Linked DNA regions of Mus musculus: region 1 is linked to region 2. The links are chromatin contacts, called in public HiChIP or PLAC-seq maps. All regions are on one chromosome and are shown on one strand. The core of a region is the stretch at or near the end of the contact, and the rest is flanking DNA. Distances in the headings are between cores, read along the strand shown. Region 1 holds the start of Col3a1 (collagen, type III, alpha 1). Region 2 has its middle 120 kb from the start of 4930521E06Rik.

Region 1 (4,503 bases), core at 171-2,670, 450 kb after region 2:
CACTTTAACCCGAGCCCAGCCAATCTCAGAAGTTCTATTCCCTGCCTCTTCTGGCAGCTCTTCTCCAATCTGAAATCAGAAGATGCACAGGGGGTGGATTTTTGTCCTATTTTATTGCTTCTTGTCGCCAAAAGACATCACTTTTCTTCCTTGAACATCTCAGTGTGGGCTCTCTGTGAGCAGGGACACATGGAGGAAGACATAGCATTATCCATGCTTATAGCATTGATGTCTATAAAAACAGATTTTTAAAAATAGTATTATATATTAGGAAAGAGAAAATTATATATAAAAAATAATTCTAAATGAGATGGTTTTCCTAAAGAGGGAAGTTTTGAGCTGGATCATTAAGAAATAACATGAATTGATATAATGGGGTAAATTTTTAAGTGTGCATGCACAAAAAGGGAATATTTCTATGAGGTTAAGACTAAAGAAATAAATGCACATGGCCATGATTAGGATCAAAATGCCCACGATTGATTTTTAAAGATAAATGAAGGAATAAGGAAGTGAAGGATAGGGTATCAAGATATAAGTTGGTCATCATAATAAGGGTAACAAGTACATTTTTTCTACAGAGATTTAATCAGAGATATAGTGGTATTTATTCCTCAACTAGATCTAGAAATACATAGAAAACTCTTCAGATGAGGTCTTGGAACAGAAACATAGAAAATACTGATGTAGACATATTTGTAGTAATTATTACATTAGAAATTAGAAATTCTATTCCACACTTTGAACTTTCTCTTTTGTAGTTTCTTACAAGGACAAGACTTGAAAAGTTTGATTGCTTTTTTTTCTCTTTAGTAATGCCTGTTCTGATTTCTTTAGTAACACATAAACTGGAAATTTTACAAGGAAGCAGTCAGGGTTGCTAAAGAAATTCGTGAGAAATAGAGCAAGGGGAACAGTAACAGATAAGAGTCTCAATATCTCTTCAAACATAGCTCAAAGACAGTTTTGTGACAATTGCCTCCAGTCTAACATTTGGAATGCAGAGTGGGTGGTGAGTTCAGGGCCTTCAGAGGATTTTCCTTTATAGTCTCTTACAGTTTCCTGTTAAAATTGAGTCAGGATGGACTCTGGCAAAACTCAAAGTATCAGAGTCTTCTAGAAAGATAAAATTTACAAAATGACCATGCCGGAGAATGGGAGTCAAAACACTTTTTCAAATTCAGACAGTTTTTACTGTTTCAGAGGGAAATTTAAAAACACACAAACAATTGTTGTAGGCTATCACAAAGCACATTCCTATGTGTTTCTGTCATGCAAATATGTATTTAAGACTAATGCATGTTATAAACATATGCATAGGCTGATGTACACATGCTCCAGATGTGCTGTTTCTGTGTCTGTGGGTTGTGTCCTCTACACACAGGGAAAAATATATTAATCATTGCTTTTACTGCTGAGGGGATGGGTTCTGCTCTCATATTTCAGAAAGGGGCTGGAAAGTGAGGGAAGCCAAACTTTTTCCTATTTAAGGCCAGAGCAGAGGGAAGCGAGCGGCTGAGTTTTATGACGGGCCCGGTGCTGAAGGGCAGGGACAACTGATGGTGCTACTCTGAGCTGCTTCTTCCTCTCTCCTCTTTTGCACAAAGAGTCTCATGTCTGATATTTAGACATGATGAGCTTTGTGCAAAGTGGAACCTGGTTTCTTCTCACCCTTCTTCATCCCACTCTTATTTTGGCACAGCAGTCCAACGTAGGTAAGTAGGTACCGATTTGAACAGGCTTTCTGGGTTAATTTTGCCTTAACTTCTTACAAAGGGTAAGATAGTGGGAAAATCAGCCTCCTAAGAATTTCCTGTCTAGCCTCTGACTGTGGAATGTTTTGTTAACCTTAATTTTGTTTTCTATATTTGATTTTTTTAAAAGTTAATGTACATGTATAATATTCTCTAGTTGTTTAAGGTAAAAACTGTTCTTAAATTAACTTGATTTCATGTTCACCTTTTAAAAAATGTTTTAAAGTACTCCCCTCCTGCATTGTGAACATCTTGGCATGCTCCCAGGCCATCTGGAATTTATTGGTCTCTTGTAATAATTTCATGTTCTCCTTTGTACACTGCTCTCTTTACAAAGATAGGATATTTAGCCATGTTTTTCAAAAGAATGCACTAGAAATGTCTCTGAAATGAATAACCCTTAAGAAGATACTAGAAAATAAATAGAATCCCTTATGTATTTCTGTAAAACTATAAATGTGGACTATCTATGGACCTTCCAGAAATGAGCCCAGGCTGCAAAAACGTGTCATTGTTTCTGTTTTTATTGCATTCCATGATTGCACACATTCAATGTGCTCAGAGTTTGCCAAAAGTTGTTTTATGTTCTGTTTAGCTGGATTTCCATTACTGAAGATAACATAATTTAACAGGAATATTTTTGCTTTCCTCCAAACAAGGTAAAGATACAAGTTTTGCTCAAAAAGGCAGACTTGAAATAGTTTTGGTAGCCAAATGTAATGATCTTTATTTTCTTGTGCCCCAAATTAAAAGCAACTGTCTCATTATTTACTTAAATACTTTTAAAAATGCATATGTTCCTTGTCATCATGAAAATTTGGGGTGCACACTTTTTTCAAAATAATTGTGTTGATGTAAATCTTATCTGTGGCTAAAAGAAGTTGCTAGCAGTTCTTTTCATACATAATCAAACACGTTGGTATTTAAACCTTTAGTTTTAGCAAATGCTTCATGAGCATTCGTTTTTCCACTGTGTGCAGTGTCTTCACTAGTTTCAGAAGTTATCTATGCAAGAGTAAGGGAAGGAGACACTTTATATTTCTGTATGTTCAGTCCACAGATACACAGAGAAGGAGCTCCCAGATTGCTTGTTTCTTAATTCTGTTCCCCTTAACCCACCCTTCCATCCCCCTCCATCTTTCCCCCCTCCTTATCTCTCCACCCCTTTTGGCTCCTTAGGAACTCCCCTCCCAATTTTCCTTCCTCACTCATCACCCCTCCCCCATCCTAGGCTTATCCACCTCCCTCCCCCCACCCCAGTCCTCACCCCTCCCTGTTCTCAGTGACTCACTCTCTGCTTCCCATCTTTATTTTCATCCTCTCTCCTCCCCAGCTCATCTTACATTTTCTTTTCTTTGGATAGTCAATTCCTTTTTAGCTTTCTTTTTTCACTTTCTCTTCACATCCTGCCCTCCTGGAAGATGAAACAACCCCAAGCCTTCCCTATTAATAGGAGACATGATCCAAAGAAATGTTAATTCCTTAGCAGCCCAAACTTTTATTCTGAAATCTAGATGAAGAATCATAGAATCTTAATTTTTTTTAAAGAAAGAAAGACAGACAGAAAGAAAGACAGACAGACAGACAGAAAGGAAGGAAGGAAGGAAGGAAGGAAGGAAGGAAGGAAGGAAGAAAGAAAGGAAGGAAGGAAGGAAGAAAGGAAGGAAGGAAGAAACCTATGTCTTTGGGACATTAATTAAAATATCAACATAGTATCTATAGTTTCTTAACAGTTAAAGTAATATGAGAAATACTATAGGAACAGTGGGTGTGTTTCTTCCCAATCTAACTCCAGTAAGAAGAGAAACATGTTTGGTTCTCACCATCTTAACATCATCCTAAGCTCATTTGCTTCCACCTTTGGGCTATGGTCTTTAAAACTCCAAGAAGGATAAAAAGGATTTAAGATCATATATTTCACATTCCTTGCAGGTTTTTAGTGAAAATCCTACTGAATGATTAACTTTGAGGAGATTTCAGTAAGTAGCAGACATTCAGCACACTGGGAACACTCAGAGAACTCTAAAGGGGTTATCTCCTATGTTCTCCAGAAATCCTAGAAGTCGTACAGAATTGCTAGACACTAACTTCTGGGAGTTTTCTGGAATATGAAACATGTCTCCACAAAGAATTCTTGTCTCTTTACAAATCTGTGCAAGTCTTACTTTATTCATGCCTTTTATTTCAGCTACGGAAAAAACGTGGTCTGTTTTATATTTCCTGTGGTTTTTAAGCATGCTGGATTTTTAAGTGCTAAACCATGCCACCTAGTGGCTAACAAAGACACCATTTCCATAACCATCGCCAACATGACTCTTGCACCACAGGATCCTCATATGTGTGTGTGTGTGTGTGTGTGTGTGTGTGTGTGTGTGTGTGTGTGTGTGTGTGTGTGTGCGTGCGTGCGCGCACGCGTGTCCGTGGGGGGGGGGGAGACAGAGAGAGAGAGAGAGAGAGTTTTAAAAACTAAACATTCCTTTTATAAGTAAAATAATTAGATAATGAAATGTTACCAGACATAAGAATACACAAACAAACTGGTAATATATTGTGAGACTTTTGGAAATGAATGTCAAAATAATAGACAGTTTCCAGCCAGGCATGGTGACACAGACCTTCATTCCCAGCTACTTGGGAGGCTGAGTGTAGATGAATACAAGTCCAAAGTCTTCCTGAGTTCAATGTGAGTGTCTGAATGAGAGTGAGACTCTTGTCTCAAAATGAAAAGTTTATAGAAGTCTGGAGATGC
Region 2 (4,573 bases), core at 154-2,653:
TCACTATGATCAAGTATGCTTCATCCCAGGGATTCAAGGTTGGTTCAATATACAACAATCCATTAACATAATCCACTATATGAATAAATTCAAAGAAAAAAATCACTTGATCATCTCATTAGATGTAGAAAAATCATTTAACAAAATACAACATCTTTTCTTGTTAAAAGTATTGGAGAGATCAGGAATTCAAGGCCCATACCTAAACATAGTAAAAGCAATTTATAGAAAACCAACAGCCAATATCAAATTAAATGGAGAGATAATTGAAACAACCCCACTAGAATCAGGGACAAGACAATGTTGCCCACTCTCCTTATGTATTCAATATAGTACTCATAGTTCTAACTAGTAAACAAAAAGAGATTGAGGGGATACAAATTGGCAAAGAAGAAGTAAAGGTATAACTATTTGCTGGTGATATGGTAGTATACATAAGTAATACCAACAATTCTACCAGAGAATTTCTACAGCTGATAAACAACTTCAGCAAAGTGGTGGTATATAAAATTAACTCAAATAATTCAGTAGCCATCCTTTATACCAATGGTAAATGGGCTGAGAAAGAAATTATGGAAGCAACACACTTCACAATACGTTTATGTGTGTGTTTTCATTTATTTGTTCTAATTTTTAAAATTAAATTATTTAATAGCACAATTCCCCAAAGCCAAAATTCTTGACTTATGGGTACTCTTTACACTTCATTTATGTTCCAGCCAACTCAGTTGTGAGTTGATATATGTGTTGGGTAATATAGTTAAGTGCAGTAAATAACACTATAAGAAATTGAGATGAATTATGTCACTGGAGGCCAGCTTAACTTACCTGCTGTGATTTCTGCTTGTTCTCTGCTTCATGCTTGTATTCCCGATGAGAAGCTGCCAACTTATTGCTCTCAAGTCCATGATACCTTGCAGCTCTTATCCTTCAGGAACTATAAACACTAATAACGGTTTTCTTTTCTTTTCTTTTTTTCTCTTAAGTTTCACTGGTCATGGTATTTTATCTGAGCAACAGGAAAGAAACTAATAAAATGAACAGAATTTATGTACAATATAAACCAGGAAACCTCTTTTTATCCAATGTTAAAGTAAAGAGATATTTGCTGTTAGAACAGACTGTTCAGTGCATTATTTTTCTCCCTGGCATCTTTACATAAAACATTTTTCAAATGTTTGTGGATTCTTAAAAACACTAATTAACAAAAATACAAACATGAACCTTCTTGTGGAGGAAATAAGTATAAACCGAGAAGGTCTGTCTACTCTGCCATGGAAAAAACAACCTAACAGTATTTGAAAAGGAATAATAAAAATCTCCTGTGCTTTCATGAGCTCTATGCAATTAAATGACTAAGGAAAGAACCTTAGTCATTCTTTCAGAATAACAGGCTGATTTATGGGGCCAGATGAAAAGTCTGAGTCATTCTCATTGTTGGGGTATACAGTCTTACCAGGGTCAGAACATAGTAATTTAGCTGTGTACCAGTATATAAATGATGGGTTCTTAACTCTTGTTGACCAAAACCATTTATATATTTATTTCTCTCTTTACACTTGGTATTTAAATATCATGCTGCTGTACTTAATCCAGCAGCCTTTTAAGTAAACAGTTTTCTAGGGTGAGTTGGTTAAATAATGGTAAGAAGTAAAAATGTTGAGGATGAAATTTCTTATACCAACCATGGAAGTTACAAACCAATGTGAAGATATATAAGACATGTCTTGATATGTGACTACCATTGTCTTTTAAGAATCCATAACACAAGTTTTTATTATACTTCTGATTCAGAACCGTGTGCTCTTACATCATCTTTCAAGATGCATACCTGATTATTGCATGTGAGATCATCATCTCTTTCAAGGGTCTGTTCCAGCCCTTTTGTGCATTTCTTCACATTTGTAAACTCATACCAGGGTCAGACATTGATGGAGTTTACTGAGAGAATGAAAATTTCTCAAATCAGGGAATTAATCATGCATCTGATAATTACCTTTCTAGATGTTCAATTTTAAGAAAATTCAATTATAATTGAAACCACTTACATTTCAGATGTTATCCCCTTTCCCATTTTCCCTCTGGAAATGTAAATAAATAAAATATCCAATAGAGATAATTAAAATCTCCACTCATGTTATTTTAATTATAACAATACTGATCAAACTATCCCAAAATTTGAAGTCAAAGTTTTAATTCAGTATACTTAAGTCTTATTTTTGAAACTCAAAGACTGAACTTTACATTTTAAATCTCATTTTTGCCTCTGAATTTGGTATTACATTTTCATCATTTCTAAATATCAAGTCAGCAAATATTTTAATTAGTGTGGCTATATAATGGCTGTTATTCCCATAAAAGATCATTGTGTTAATATATTTCTTATGAAAATTGTTTTTGGTATTTATTTCATTTACATTTCCAATGCTATCCCAAAAGTCCCCCACACGCTCCCCCACCTACTCCCCCACCCACCCACTCCCACTTCTTGGCCCTGGCGTTCCCCTGTACTGAGTCATATAAAGTTTGCACGACCAATGGGCCTCTCTTTCCACTGATGGCCGACTAGGCGATCATATGTGATTTGACAGCTGTTTATCTTAAACTCCACCACCTTGATTCCACTTATCAAGTAAACTAAGAGATTCTAAATGATGTTCAGATTTTAAATGAGTCATTGTTTGCTTGGTTATAACAACTCCATAAAACCAAAAAATTTTGAGTAGTAGCTCTAGTAGCCCACCAACATAGAAAATAAAGGCAGCTGTTGTAGAAAATTTTAATCCTAATCATGGGGTTTCTATCCCGCCTTGATCATTCAGTCCCTGGATAAAAGATACAACTTTTATTATTCATAATAAGCTTTAAAATGCACAATAGCTGAGCAGATATCCACATCCACCCTCCATACCATTAAAATCTATTTTCCTATTGATGACCCCAAGTTACTACTTACTATGTTTCATCTGGGCTGCTCTTAACTCCAATTGTCCAGCCTCATGACCATATTTTCATGACTCACTTAACCCCTGGCAGCTTCTCCTCTATTCATCTTTTTTTCCAGTTGGTAGAGCAAGGGACTCTTAATCATAGAGTCCTGGGTCTGTGCCCTACTTTGGGTGCCAACATGTTGTAGACATTTTGAATCTCAAGCTGGGGTTTCTACCCCACCTTGATCATTCAATTCCTGAATAAAAAACACACTACTTTTATTATTTACAATAAGACTTAAACAGCACAAGAGCTGGACAGATATCCACCCTCTATTCTATTAGAATTTACTTTCTTATTCATAACTATGAGTTATTACTTTCTACGTTTCATGAAGCCAGCTATTAGACATAGGTGCATAACTAATAATATGTTACTCTTTTCCCAATAAACTGTTTAATTATTTGAATATTACTTGAAATTCAAATCCAAAAAAACTATTTAAAAGGAAACTCAATCATAAATCAAAATGATTAAACCTTCCTTTAATTTATTTACATGTTTAAACATTCAATGTAAATAGTGGAGCTATGAGGAACACACTGGATATTATTCAAAAACATTGATGGTATGTTATGGTATCTGTAAGAGCAAAACTCAACTGAAATATATTAGTAATACCCAAAATTTGTAGAGTACATGATAAAGTAAAGAACATTGCTTGTCAAGGAAAATCTTTTAATTCAAGCTGTGGCTTAAGCACTTTGTATGTGGTTCATGTGTATGGTGATTACATACATATATGTTTATGAGTGAGTTATGAGTGAGATAGAGAGCAAGAACATGTAGAAGCAAGAGGTTATATTTAGGACAGAGTCTCTAAGTGAACCTGTCACTCATCAATTAGGAAAGACTGTCTTGCCAATAAACCTAGGGGTCTTCCTATATCTGCCTTTTCAAAGACTAGGGTTACAGGCATATGCGACATCACATGTATTTTTACATGAGTGCTGAGGGTCTGAATTTGTATAATCTTGCATGCAAGCACAGAAGCAGTTTACACACTGAATTATCTCCCGAGATTCTTAAGTACTTCAAAATGAGACCGGACAGGTAACTTCACTTCTGTCCAAGTTTACGATCCTGTGAAAAGGAGATGATAATAATAATGTTTAACTCATAGGTTATTATGGGATTAAGTAAATGTGTTTTAGTCACAAGTGTGACTAATATCTAATATTAAGCTTGTTTCTGTCACTGTGTCCCTAAAAAAAAAAAAACAAGAAATATTACATTGTTAACACAGAAAATGGTGCACTGCTCCTGTAATTGATAGTATTGATTACCCATCAATGCCCTAATTAGAATGACACTATTTTCATTCAGATACCAACAATAACATAGGCAAGTGTATATTTTGCCTAGAAACATAGAAAAGAAAGATATTTCATCTTGATGTCAGTTTTATTTGATCTAATGGTGATGCAATATGAAGGGAAGGGTAGTCAAAACGGCATGAGAAATAAAAGTAGTGGCCATGATGAATGATGGTAAATCTGTCTTGTGATAGAAGATAGAATAGAATAGAATAGAATAGAATAGAATAGAATAGAATAGAATAGAATAGGATATTCAAAATAAT

The links. HiChIP or PLAC-seq counts read pairs in DNA pulled down with a chosen protein or histone mark.
Region 1: a contact with region 2 is called in an H3K27ac HiChIP or PLAC-seq map of the NIH/3T3 cell line, with 3 times the contacts expected there. The contact joins the promoter of Col3a1 here to the enhancer-like site in region 2. A contact is called at or near these places in 14 of 39 promoter capture datasets (the 3T3-L1 cell line, 3T3-L1-derived adipocytes, HPC-7-derived erythroid cells and 8 more), 7 of 484 Hi-C or Micro-C datasets (the C2C12 cell line, adipose-derived mesenchymal stem cells, muscle stem cells and 2 more) and 3 of 115 datasets of contacts at active chromatin or transcription factors (the NIH/3T3 cell line, craniofacial prominence and embryonic limb bud).

Annotation. Positions count from the first base shown.
Region 1 is chr1:45,310,118-45,314,620 of GRCm38.p6, forward strand. It overlaps Col3a1 (collagen, type III, alpha 1), which reads left to right and starts at 1,421. Exons shown (of 51, transcript NM_009930.2): 1 at 1,421-1,715. The coding sequence starts at 1,631.
Region 2 is chr1:44,862,183-44,866,755 of GRCm38.p6, forward strand. No RefSeq gene overlaps it. Among named protein-coding and RNA genes, the nearest start is that of 4930521E06Rik, 120 kb to the left of the region's middle. Within about 2 kb of position 1,404, at least 11 of the 459 cell types and tissues checked have an H3K27ac peak or open chromatin away from gene starts, as enhancers often do. A contact at or near this core is called in the C2C12 cell line, the NIH/3T3 cell line and tail fibroblasts, where this site is marked.